Regions from separate parts of the Sus scrofa genome. Here regions 2 and 3 are each linked to region 1. The links are chromatin contacts, called in public HiChIP or PLAC-seq and promoter capture Hi-C maps. All regions are on one chromosome and are shown on one strand. Each heading gives the region's core, a stretch centred on a gene start, on an enhancer-like site or on the middle of the called end of the contact. The rest is flanking DNA. Distances are from core to core; before and after follow the strand shown. Region 1 holds the start of PARP1 (poly [ADP-ribose] polymerase 1). Region 2 has its middle 59 kb from the start of STUM. Region 3 overlaps STUM (protein stum homolog).

The links. Promoter capture Hi-C pulls out the DNA fragments that hold promoters and counts their contacts. HiChIP or PLAC-seq counts read pairs in DNA pulled down with a chosen protein or histone mark.
Region 2: a promoter capture Hi-C map of liver shows a contact between it and region 1, with 4 times the contacts expected there. The contact joins the enhancer-like site here to the promoter of PARP1 in region 1. A contact is called at or near these places in 1 of 5 promoter capture datasets (liver), 13 of 47 Hi-C or Micro-C datasets (alveolar macrophages, brain, embryonic fibroblasts and 7 more) and 1 of 2 datasets of contacts at active chromatin or transcription factors (skeletal muscle).
Region 3: a contact with region 1 is called in an H3K27ac HiChIP or PLAC-seq map of skeletal muscle. The contact joins the enhancer-like site here to the promoter of PARP1 in region 1. A contact is called at or near these places in 7 of 47 Hi-C or Micro-C datasets (alveolar macrophages, embryonic fibroblasts, fetal skeletal muscle and 3 more) and 1 of 2 datasets of contacts at active chromatin or transcription factors (skeletal muscle).

Annotation. Positions count from the first base shown.
Region 1 is chr10:14,238,829-14,243,079 of Sscrofa11.1, forward strand. PARP1 (poly [ADP-ribose] polymerase 1) reads right to left here and starts at 2,336. Exons shown (of 24, transcript XM_003357641.4): 1 at 2,025-2,336. The coding sequence starts at 2,144.
Region 2 is chr10:14,351,407-14,355,657 of Sscrofa11.1, forward strand. No RefSeq gene overlaps it. Among named protein-coding and RNA genes, the nearest start is that of STUM, 59 kb to the left of the region's middle. Within about 2 kb of position 2,280, at least 8 of the 83 cell types and tissues checked have an H3K27ac peak or open chromatin away from gene starts, as enhancers often do. A contact at or near this core is called in alveolar macrophages, liver and retroperitoneal adipose tissue, where this site is marked.
Region 3 is chr10:14,330,691-14,334,941 of Sscrofa11.1, forward strand. All of the region lies in intron 1 of STUM (protein stum homolog), which reads left to right. Among named protein-coding and RNA genes, the nearest start is that of STUM, 38 kb to the left of the region's middle. Within about 2 kb of position 2,186, at least 9 of the 83 cell types and tissues checked have an H3K27ac peak or open chromatin away from gene starts, as enhancers often do. A contact at or near this core is called in skeletal muscle, where this site is marked.

The sequences.
Region 1 (4,251 bases), core at 1,086-3,585:
AATTTTTGAGAAACCCCCAACAGCTGTACGAAAATAACTAGCCTTGATGACAAAAACCCCAGGTACTGCTAATTTGCCTTTGCTCTGCTGTTTCCATTCCTAACTGGAGGAAGCAGTGGATTATAATGAAAGGCTACAGGGATGCCAGGGATGCACATGTTTTTTTCTCATCTAAACTCATGGACTTACTTCCTAAATTCTACCTGCCATCCCAAAGACTCTAGGTAAAGAACCCCTGCACTATTGGGAGCTTCTTAAGATCAGTGGCCCGAACATTAGGGTAAAATGAAAAGACGCCCCATAGGAGATAAGGGCTCTTCAGATGATAGGTCTTGTCTCCTCTTCCATCCTCAACTTCCTGTTACTTCTGTGGCAAAGCTCCCACCCTGGGCATATGACGCCTAGTGCAGAGCTCCATCAGGTGGCACCTACCCCTGTACAGCAACATTTACCAGTCATCAGCCCTGTAACCCAACTGGAAGCTCCCAGGAGTGGAGTCTCTCCTTCTGCCCCTAGTACCTAACACAACGCCTGGAACCTACCAGGTGCTCAGCAAGTATTTACTAAATGAAGAAGTATTGTGTGCCAGGTATTTAGCTAGGTGGCCCTGAGGACACCAGGGTGACAACCCCAGTCCCTGCCCAGTTATGAAATGAGATCGCCTAAGCACACTTGGTACCCACTCCCCTCCACCCCAAAGCCAGCAGTGCTCTCTGGTCATTTCTAAAACATGAACTGGGGAGTTCCCACTGTGGCTCAGCAAAAAGGAATCTGACTGGTAACCATGAGGACACAGGTTTGATTCTTGGCTTTGATCAGTGGGTTAAGGATCTGGCGTTGCCGTGAGCTGTGGCGTAGGTCGCAGACCAGCTTGGATTTGGTGTTGCTGTGGCTGTGGTGTAGGCCGGTGGCTACAGCTCTGATTCCACCCCTAGCCTGGGAATCTTCACATGCCGCAGGTGGAGCCTTAAAAAGAACAAAACACAAACAAACAAAACATGAAAATTGGGAGTTCTGTCATGGCTCAGGGGTAAAGAACCTGACTAGTATCCATGAGGACACAGGTTCGATCCCTGGCCTCACTCACTGGGTTAAGGATCTGGCGTTGCTGTGAGCTGTGGTGTAGGCCGGCAGCTGCAGCTCTGCTTCCACCCCTAGCCTGGGAACTTCCATATGTCAAGGGTGTGGCCCTAAAAATACAGGGGGGAAAAAAAAAAACACAACAACACAAACTGCCTCACGGAGGGGAGAGAAAATCAAGCTACTGGGACCTTGAGGTCCAGATAAACACCTCATTCCAACAGCCTCTGGCCATCTCTGTAGGCCTCGGGGACCACCAGAGGGATTTCCCTAATCAGCCAATAAATCCAGATAAGGAACCCCCGGAGCCATTCTTACTCAAATCGGATTAGCTGCAAATGCAGCAAGTCTGCGAAGTTGGAAAGTTTGGGGAAAAGGTTATTTTAAACCACAAATTAAGCTCAAAGAGGGAGCACCGTACTGAAACGACACCGACTTGCATAGCTTTGCATAATTTTAAAAAATGAGAGTGAGCGAATGTAGAAGATTGCCAAAAATAGCTTAAAAAAAAAAAAAAAACCCTCACTTGCCAGTCGCCACCACGAATATAAGACAAAAATCTTCCAGCGCAATGTAGGTCAAAACCAAACTAACTTCCAAAGACCACACGTACATTTTCTTTCCAAGGCGAATAGCAATAACAGAAACAAGAACAGCACCACCCCGGAGTAAGGATAAAAGCAGCTCCTTATTTTTTACAAAATAAAAGGCACCACCAGCTCCACACCGTATTTCCCGGGCTTTTTCAGCAACATCAGCAAAACCTTCCGGAAGAGTCCACCCGGCGGGCCACACGCCGGGAGGAGCGGCAGCAGCAGCGCCCGCAGGCCCAGCGCGGGCTCCGAGCGGCCGGCCTGGCCCGCGGCTCTGGGCCAGCCCTCCCCCAACCCTCCCCGGACGCTTGGAAACCCCCGCCGCGCACAAAGCGGCCTCTCATCCCGCACCTGCACCATGATGGCCATCCGGAGCGAGTCCTTGGGGATGCTCTCGCTGCATTTCTTGCAGGAGGCGCGCCCACTCTTAGCATACTCGACCCGATAGAGCTTGTCCGATGACTCCGCCATCCTCCTCCCTGTGCCGATGCAGCTCCCGAAGCCTGACGCTGCGACCTGCAGACACGCAACCGCAACCGCCGCCGCCGCCGCCGCCGCCTTGCTTGCCTGTCTCCTCCCAGCAGGGCCCCCAGTGCCCAGAGCCGCCGCCGCTGCCGCCAAGCACGCCGCGCCGACCACCCGCCGCTCCCGATAGATTGCTGATGCCTGGCGGGGGGGGCACGCCCCGCTAGCCGCGTTCACGGGGCGGGGCCGCCGGCGCGCACGCCCCCTGCGGGCTGGGGGCGGCATTTCCCTAGTGCTTGCTGCTGCCGCGTGAGCGAGGCGGAGCTGCTGGGGGTCCATGCTGGCTGGAGCTCCGCCTGTAGCTCTTTGGCTGGGCCGGCCGCAGTGCTCTTAATCATTTGTCCCCAGGAACACTTACGTGCTCTTATAACTAAACCCACCCCTGTCCCCTTTTAATACGTGTGCCCTCTCTCCCTGGAGGCGAACAGGTCTGGGAGGTGCTGGGCTGGTTCCAGAATGTGGTTGACCTGCCAAAGGTAGGTCAACCTGGGCAGGTTCTAACTGCAATCTGCAGGCCGTGGGTACTGAAAACTAACTGAAATCTAGCATTTTTCACTATGAATTTTAATGCATGAGTACAGATTCTGGGAATCCTGTGACTTTCTCAGCAACAATCATCAGAGACTTTTTTTTTTTTTTTTTGTCTTTTTGCGATTTCTTGGGTCGCTCTCGATACATATGGAGGTTCCCAGGCTAGGGGTCCGGCAGAGCCACAGCAACGCGGGATCCAAGCCACGCCTGCGACCTACACCACAGCTCACTGCAATGCCGGATCCTTAACCCACTGAGGGAGGCCAGGGATTGAACCCACAACCTCTTGGTTCCTGGTCGAATTCGTTCACCACTGCGCCACAACGGTAACTCCCCAAAGACATTTTCATATCACTTTATAATTGTTGGAGAGCACTCAACATCAAGTTCATCATCACTTAAGTTGCCGTAGTTAAGAGACCTGCTTACCTATTTCTACAGTCTGTTAAGAAGTTGCTGCAGCTGCATCATAGGTGGCAGCTGCGACTGGGATTCCATCCCGGGCCAGAACTTCCATAAAAAACAAAACTTGTTGCTGCTAGATCTTGTTACTTAATGGAGAATTATATTTTAATATAACTAGTTTCTTTTAAAGTTCTATGCATTTTATTTTATTCATTTAAAACATCATTATAATGGAGTGTGTTGTATTTGAGAATATTCAGTTCTGCTATAGAGACAAGAAAAAGAAACAGGATGAAACAAACTTGTTAAATAGAGAAGAAAGCTAGTAGCTTATGAGACATGGATATTGATTAAGCAAGTAGGTTGTGAGACATAGGTAAGAACCTGTTTTGTTTTGTTTTGGGGTGTTTTTTTGCCCATGGGAATTGGAATGTGGAATTTCTAGGGCCAGGGATCAAACTGCACCACAGCGGTAACCAGAGCCACTGCAGTGATAATGCCGCATCCTTAACCTACTATGCCACAGGGGAACTCCAGCAAGAATCTTAAGTAGTGAGCTGTTAGATATGTTGATGGCGAATAGAGTAAGTGAAGTATATGATAGAACAAATCAAAGAATTTTAGTAACCAAATCAAAGGCTATGATCATTCAACCTCTGCGTTGACAATTATGTCATCCCTAAAGGCCACTCATGGGTGATGACACTGTGGTTCCATGGCTTACATATCCTCTGCCCAAGAACTGCAGGTAAAACCAGTGTCTGGAGTTCCTGTCATGGCTCAGCAGAAACGAATCTGACTAGTATACATGAGGACGCAGGTTCGAACCCTGGCCTTGCCAAGTGGGTTAAGGATCTGGCGTTGCCCTGCCATAGTGTAGGCTGCAGATGAGGCTGGAATCTGGTGTTGCTGTGGCTGTGGCTACAGCTCCAATCCACCCTAGCCTGGGACCTTCTATATGCTGTGAGTGCAGCCCTAAAAAGACAAAAACAAAAAACAAAAAAACAAAACAAAACAAACAACCCATCAATTTCTGTTCAGCAGGCTGATTGGGGAGCTACATCTGTGACCAGGTGTACTTGCTCCTATGTCTGTCTTTTTTTGGGGGGGGCACACC
Region 2 (4,251 bases), core at 1,030-3,529, 110 kb after region 1:
GAGGGAAAAACGTGGGCCGCATCCTCATTTGTGGAAGTCCCCTGTGTAAATGGGAAGCTGGGTAAGGGCGATTAGGAGAATTCATAACTAGCAGTTCAGCTTAGGGGCTGGTTGAACTGATGTTACCTTGCAGGGAATTTCAGGCCAGAGCCCGTGGCCCAGCCAACATTCTCTCTCCCTCTCTCTCTTTTTTTCCCTCTTTTGGCTGTCCCACAGCATATGGAGTTCCCGGGCCAGGGATCAGATCCGAGCCACAGTTGCCAGCTAGGCTGCAGCCACGGCAACGCTGGGTCCCAAACCCACTGTGCTGGGCTGGGGATCAAACCTGCATCCCAGTGCTCCCAAGATGCTGCCGATCCCACTGCGCCACAGCGGGAACTTCCGACATTCTCTGTAATAACTGGATGAAGACCTAGAAAACTTATCAAACTTGTGGATGTAGGGAACTAAATGCATTAGACAAATCAAAATTCAAAATGCTCTTGCCAGGGAGAGGCCATCAAGATGAAACCTAATAGCGGGAAGTAAAGAAGTCGTGCCTGGAATTGAAAAACCTCCACGCATTCCCTCTTGCCCAGGAAGTCATCTGACAGGCAGCTCCATGTTTAGCGGCACTGCAGGTGGGTGACAGAACAGACCATTTGATTGCATTAGGAGCAGTGGGCTGGGGTCCGGAACGAGGCCACGTCTGCAGCGCTGCATTCAACACCGGAGGCTGTGGGAGCTGAGCCCTTGGGTGTCACCCTGCTAGGCACACCCCCCCCCCTACCCCGGGAAAGGCCTGGCCTCTCACCATTTCCTCACGTCAGCCCAGAATCCTTGGGGGCGACCAGCCCGGTCCACCCAGAGGCGTTCTGGTGTTTCTGCTGAGAGATGCTGCCGTCTCGGAGCCTTGGTCCTGCCCCAAGGAGTAAATCTGCAGCAAAGTACAACCTTCCGGGGAGACTTTAGGCTCAACCCCAGGGACCCCTTTGAGGCCCCAGAAATGCACCTGTGCCTAAGGGTTGACTTTAGTCACCGCTAAAACCAGGACGCCAAGCCTAAGGCAGCATCACAGTCGCCCCGACATCCCAGGGAGCTCTCCCAAGTACTTAGTGGGCTCAGAGCATGGCAGGAACACTCTTGGCCAGAGAAGAAGTTTCTGGTTTTGGGGGGTGGGGGCTGGGGGAAAGCACGGGGTAAGGTCAGCAGTGCCCTCCAGCCCCAGGAAGGGAAGGAAGCTTCAGGGCCACCACCCTCTTCTCTTCCTTTCCAGCCCCAGTCTGCTCATCTTCGGGAAGGTGACATGGTTGAACCCCTCCCCCCCCCCCGCCAGGGCTTCTCCCAAAGGCTTCTGCTCCCCAGAAATCTCTGTGCTCCCAGACCCCAGGCTCTGAGAGGGGTCTGGGGTGGCCTGTGGTTGGTTACGGGAGGGGAGGCATGAGGATGTATCGCCTTTGCAGGCGAAAGGAAGCACAAACCTGGGGCAGAGATGGTCCCGGGACCAAGGACTTAGGCAGGACTTGGTGTCACTGGGGAGGGGCACTCAACTTGAATCGGTGTCCGAGATGGAGCAATGGAGGCGGGCAGGGCCACTGAGGAGGCAGCAGCTCCTTGAGCAGGAAGGCACATCCTGTCCATCTGGCTCCTCTCCCCCACCCCCCGGGACCTGTCCCCCAGCCCCCAGCTGGCCAGTGGCCCATGAGGTGCTGGAGCAGGATGGCCACCAGCCAGGTCACTGAGACCTTGTCATGCAGTGACATAAACTAGGAGTCACAGGGGTGCTGGCTTGGCTGGTAGCAGGAGAAGGGGAATCCCTCCCCAAAGAGGAAACAGAGCAACGCCGGGCCACGTGGGTGGAGTCCACTTTCGTGGCTCAGGGGCAGCCCCATGTCCTGGGCCGAGGCTGCCATGAATACTTCCGGTGCCCACTCGCTTGCTGGGGTCTGAGAGGCACAGCCGTGCAGGTGCTCCTGGGGCCGGTAGCCCCATGTTCTTGCGGGAAACCTGGAGACCTGAAGGGCCTGGGGTTAGAGTGCCCTCCGCCCCGATGCCTAGCCCAGGCCCAGACGGGCCCCAGCGGTGGAGCGTCATCGGAGGGCCAGGAGCGGGAGTCTGCAGCTGTCTCTGCAGTCAGGGCAGTGGATATTTTTATTTTCGTCAAAAATAGCTGTGTTCAAAAAAAAAAAAAAAAAAAAAAAGAGAGAGAAGAAAAAAAGACTCTAGAAAGCAGCAAAGAAACTTTGACAACTAGGAACGTCATCGGTGGAGGAAATAAGCAATTTCCAAACACTGAGAAGCTGTCCCATCTTCTGAGGTTCCAGGAGGGGAAGTGGGCGCCAGGGACAGAGGGTTCACCCCCACTGCTGGTTTCTGGGGAAACTTGAAACACGCCCAGGATCTTATGAAGAACCTGAGGTGGTGACATATAAATATTACCACAAAGAGATTAGGGCTATTTTTTTTTTTTTTCTCTTTTTAGGGCCGCACCTGCGGCTTATGGAAGTTCCCAGGCCAGGGGTCGAATAGGAGCTGCAGCTACTGCCACAACCACAGCCACGCAGGATCCTTAACCCAATGAGAGGGGCCAGGAATCAAACCCGCATCCTCATGGATACTAGTCGGGTTCATTACCGCTCAGCCACAGTGGGAACCCCACCCCCACCCCCGTTTAAGTGTGAGCCATCTGGGCTTCTCCCCACCCTCCTTTTTTTTCCTTTTCTTCATTCTCATAAACTGGTTCAAGTTAAGATTCTCTAACAAGAGAAAACCTAAATAAATATTTGCTTCCAAAGCCTCTTCTGACTCATCCTGTCTTCATGGCCCTTCCCACCTATGAAAAAGAGCCACTGTCTACTGAGCTTCTACAAAGGGTCAGCCACAGACTAGATATATACATCACACGTGTACACACACACACACACAGAAGGGCACAAACCAGGTCTAGGCATGCCTGTGATTGTTTTCCACCTGTGACAACGGATGGATTTAGCTCTTATTGTTACAAGTTTTCACCTCTTCCAGCCCCATCCTCCCAGCTTGCCACTCCTCCTGACCCTCTTGTCTCAGAGGATGGTAGCAGAGAACAGGATTTAGAAGAAAAAAAAAAAAAGAAAAACTGTGGTTGTATATATTTGCACCACGATATCAATGAAAACACTTTTTATAGGAGTTCCCTTCATGGCTCAGTGTTAACATACCCGACTAGGATCCATGAGAATGTGGGTTTGATCCCTGGCCTTGCTCAGTGGGTTAAGGATCTGGTGTTGCTGTGACTGTGGTGGAGGCCGGGAGCTGCAGCTCCTATTAGACCCCAGACCTGGGAACTTCCATATGCCTCAGGTCCAGCCCTAAACAGAAAAATATATATATTAAAAAGTTCCAGAAAAGGTTAATATACATGGAAAACCCCTTTCTTTTCCCATCCAGAAAAGATCATAAGCATGGACGCTCCACACTGTGAATGCAGAGGCCCCAGGAGGGCGCAGAGCCTCTGGGTGTGTGGCCAGGCACCCAAGACATGATGGGAGCTATGATGTGGTAAATGAGGGGCCAGTTAAAGAATAAAACACTAAGGCTGAAGGCGTAGATCTCGGGTCAAGGCCTAGGTCTAAGTTTCTCCCTTTGGCCCTGGTGACAACTGAATTTGTCGTTGTGGTTTTTTGTTTGTTTGTGGCCACAGCTACACTGCAGCCATTCATGGCCACGCCAGACACTTAACCCACTGAGCGAGGGCAGGCATCGAACCTGCCTCCTCACAACACTATGTCGGGTTCATAACCCCCTGAGCCCCAATGGGAACTCTGTGAAATCTGAATTTAGAAGTTAGGCCTTGGGAATTCTCTGTGATTCCGGACCCTTAGCCAGCATCCTGCCGTCCAGCCCCACCAAATTCTCCACAAAGCAAGGCCAACAACCCAAGTCACTTCACAGAGGGAACTAGACATGAAACTCTCTCCCAAATGGCACCAGCTCTGATAATACTTTTATTTTACTCGTGTGCCATTCCTGGCCCTTTTCCAAGCCAGCTCTGTTGCCTGGGGAAGGTGGCATTAGAGGCGCCACGTTGCTACCTGACACAAAGCACACCTGCGTGTTGGCCCCCTCTTCCTGCCTCCCACCCTCCACCTAAAATGGGAGATATTCTGAGCAAAGCATCCTCTCAGAAGCTAGTTTAGAAGCAAAGTTTGTGTCCATTGGCTTCCTGCCCATCTAAAGTGCTGGTTACTAGTCACGAAAATAAGCACGAGCCAACAGGCCTAGGGGCTCAAA
Region 3 (4,251 bases), core at 936-3,435, 92 kb after region 1:
GGGCTGCTCCCACAGCACATGGAAGTTCCTAGGCTAGGGGTCGAATTAGAGCTGCAGCTGTCACCCCATGCCACAGCCACAGCATCTGCAACCTACACCAGAGCTCATAGCAACGCCAGATCTTTAACCCACTGAGCGAGGCCAGCGATCGAACCTGTGTCCTCATGGATATTGGTTGGGTTTGTCACTGCTGAGCCATGACGGGAACTCCCAGTTCTGTCCAGCTTTAAATTGGGTTGGGTTGTTTGTGTGTGTTTTATTTTGGGTCTTTTGGATGTTGAATTGTGTGCATTCTTTGTATATTTTGGATATTAACCCCTTGTGGGAGATATCATTTGCAAATATCTTCTCCCATTCAGTAGGTGGCCTTTTTGTTGTGTTCTTGAGGAATGCAGTTAGCTGACAATAGATTCGTTTTGAAGAATGTTGAAGGTGGTCAGGATACTGCAAATCCTGGGATGGTCCGTGTTGTATCTGGCCTTGTTCTGTCTTGGTTTGACAGTTTAATCTCTGCAAGTTCTTTGCTGGCCAGGACATGACAAGCACGGTGTTGGGTATACAGAACACTTTCTGGTTGAGGACACAGACCTCCAATGGCCTTGAACCCTGAGCTGACTGTCCTTTGTCTCACAGTGATTCCCTTCACTCTCTGAGACGCACTCTCGGCCACTTGTGATGGTCAGGGCCTGCCCTCCTAGCCTGTCCAGCACGGCCTCCTCTGACTCTGCTCCAGGGTTATCAGGCTGAGCAAGCAGCCAGTGCCTTTCCACAGCATGTGTGAACACAGCATCCAGCATCCTCTCCCCTTCCTGCCCCCTCTGTTAAGAAATCAGAGCCAAAGGAGCCAGGATGAGAGAAGGAGCACGGAGTCTGCTCTGGGACCAAGGCCTTATCTTCTCAGACTGACCTTGGCTTACTTAGGCCATGGGCACAGAGACTCTGTGGGCTTTTTGTTTTTATTAGCTTTTTAGGGCTGCATTCACGGCATGTGGAGGTTCCCAGGCTAGGGATTGAATTGGAGCTACAGCTGCTGGCCTACACCACAGCCACAGCAACACTAGATCCGAGCTGCATCTGCGACCTACACCACAGCTCACGGCAACGCCGGATCCTTAACCCACGAGTGAGGCCAGGGATCGAACCTGCATCCTCATGGATGCTAGTCAGTTTTGTTTCCTCTGAGCCACGGAGGGAACTCTCCTGTGGGCTTTTTTTTTTTTTTTTTTTTTTTTATTTTTTTTTTTTTGTCTTTTGTTGTTGTTGTTATTGTTGTTGCTATTTCTTGGGCCGCTCCCGTGGCATATGGAGGTTCCCAGGCTAGGGGTCTAATCGGAGCTGTAGCCACCGGCCTACGCCAGAGGCACAGCAACGCAGGATCCAAGCCGCGTCTGCAACCTACACCACAGCTCACGGCAATGCCAGATCATTAACCCACTGAGCAAGGGCAGGGACCGAACCCGCAACCTCATGGTTCCTAGTCGGATTCGTTAACCACTGCGCCACGACGGGAACTCCCTGTGGGCTTTTAAATTATTCTCGTTCTGTTTTCCTAGGGCTTTTATCCAGGATCATTTGTGAATTGGTAGTCACTTCATTGTCCTTCCCTTTTCCCTTTCCAGTTGAAATGAGTGCACAATGATAAAGCGAGGATGACCAGGCCTGCTGACTTAGTATCTCAGGGTGGTATAGCCCAGGAAGGTGTATTTTTAGCCCAAGCTCCATTGCTTCTTATGGCCCCTCAAGGTTGGAGACGTGAAATTCCATTAGGTTGAGTGTGACCCTGAATGTGATCTCCCGTTTGTCTCATTCTGGCTCCGGACTGGACACAGTCAGCACTGGGACCTGTTTCATAGGGTGTGGCTTGTCCTTCCAGATCGGCTGTGTCCTTCCTGTCCCCCTAAAGCTCACGTTCAAGGTTGTGCTGGTAAAAGAGCTGTGCTCAACCAACCCTCCCTGAGGAGTGATGGAGGGCGTCCAGGTGGAGGTCTCAGGCGCTGATGAGCGGCACATCTTAATGACCACAGAGCCAGGTGCAGGTGACCCCGGGGTCCAGCTGGACTTACTCTCCTCGGTCCCAGGGGAGCAGCCCTTCTCCCCGAGTTCCACGAGGCCTTGAGACCTGCCCCCTCCAGTCCAGTGCCTTTCACTGCTCCCACGTGAGTCATGCAAAAAGCTGAACCTGACAGGGACTTGTGAAGGACGATTTCAGCCCCCAGGCTCCATCCTTTGGAGGCAGAGCTGCCCCCTCTCCTGGCGGTGCCCACGCCAGCCCACTTCTGCGCTGCTTCTCTTCCAGCGCCTGACCGAAGCAGGATGGGGGGGCGGTGGGAGCCAGGCTGGGGAGCCCTCCCCCAGGACCCTTTGGGACATCCAGGACAGACGTGTCCTCCCTGCTGCCTGTGTCTGGAGCCTGAGACCTGAGCTCCTTGGGGAAGCCAGTGACCTCAGAGCGATGGTGGCCAGAGGGGACTGTGGCTGCAAAGCGCTCTGGTGTCTTTGCTGTGAGTCTGGTGGGGTGGGGGTGGGGTCTCCTAAGCATCTCCCGCCTGGCCGCCTCCCTCGGGACCCGGCAGAGTGCATGTCTGTGCCTGAGTTCCAGCTGTCCTTACAACACTGATTTTGGTGGTTGACAGTTCAGTTCATTACCGTCATTTTCCGCTGTGCCCATTAGCGTTGGCAAGGCCTGGGCATCCTCAGAAATATTATGGCTGGGCCCTGTCCACCCGCCTCTGCTCCCTGACTCAGCGCCCAGGCATGTGGCGGTCGCTGTGGGACAGAGTGAAAGGCCAGGATCGTGGACTAATCTCCTGCCAGGCGGTGTGGTTTTCTGATTCTGTGTCTGCCGTGCCAATCCCTCCACTGCTCCAAGAGCAATTCTCAAACCTGGTTGTGTGTTAGAATCAACGGGGGCAATGTTGCTTTTATCTTTTTAATTTTTTTTCTTTTCTTTGCTTCCCCTGTATGGACCTCCTAGGCCAGGGATCAGATATGAGCTGCAGTCACAACCGAAGCCGCAGGTGTGGTAACGCCGGTTCCTTAACCCATTGTTTGGGGCCAGGGATTGAACCTGTGTCCCAGTGCTCCCAATATGCCTCTGATCCCATCGTGCCACAGTGGGAATTCCTCTTTCATCTTTTGAAACGAGCAATCCAATCCCTGGACCCATTCCTGTGCCTTTGGGGGTCTGGAAGTGGGGACCTGCAACCTGCATTTTTATAAACTTCAGCTTGAGTATTCTCACGTGCAAACCAGTTCGGGAGATCTGCTGTGGGTACCCCACCCACCACTTCTCACCTTGTCGAGAACCTTTCCACCCACTTAGCCCTTGTCTGGTTATGTCCTCATCCTCTCCCATCCCGTCCCCCGTGGCTTCTCCTCAGCAGACAGACAAGCTGCACTTTCTCTTGTGTACTTTAGAGAAAGGGCTCGTAGAGCATGTTCTGGAATCCTCACCGCATTCTCTCTGAACCTCTGACATCCTGCTGTCTCCCCGCCATCCCCTCAGACTCCCACTGAGGCCACCCAGACTGCGTCCCCTCACTGTCTCTGCGGCACGTGATCCTATCCAGCACCTTCTCTTCCCTGAGGCGCCCCTGTTTCTGGGACACCCTCCCTCACCTCTCTGTTTGGTCCCCCTCTGTCCCCTTTGTGGCCATGATAGGTCCCCCAGGAAAGATGAGTCTTTCCTGGATCTTTCCCTGAATTCCACGCCCTCCTGGGTGACCTCATTCACTTGGGTGACTTCTGTTTCCTGCAGCCCACCCTCCCAAGGCCCCATCTAGGGTGTGGCTCTGGGCCCAGGGTTCCCCACCTGCTTCTTGGCTCCACCCTGTGGAAAACCAGACACCCAGACCCGTCCGTGCCCCCTTCATCCTGCCCCAACCTGCAACATGTCCCCCAATCTCAGGCCACTCCCTCCTCCTGGGGGTCCTCCCTTCTCCTCCCAGTCCCCCCTGCCCTGTCTCCCTGCCCCCCTCACCTCCTCTCCGCTCCAAGCCTCTGCCTCACCCCTGCCCTGCCCCTGCCTTGGGGGTCACAAACCTGATGTGTGATTCCCCATCCAGACCCTTCCCAGAGGCTGCCCTTGCTGCAGCAAGGCCCTCAGATCCCGTCCAGTCTGACCCCTGTCCTGCAGCCCTGGTTTTCATCCCTGCCATGCACACACCCTCAGAGCCCCCGCCGCCCTCAGCTTCCGGAAGGATGAGCATGCTGGATTGTTTTGGGGGGCTCTCCCCCTGCCCCTCCGTGATT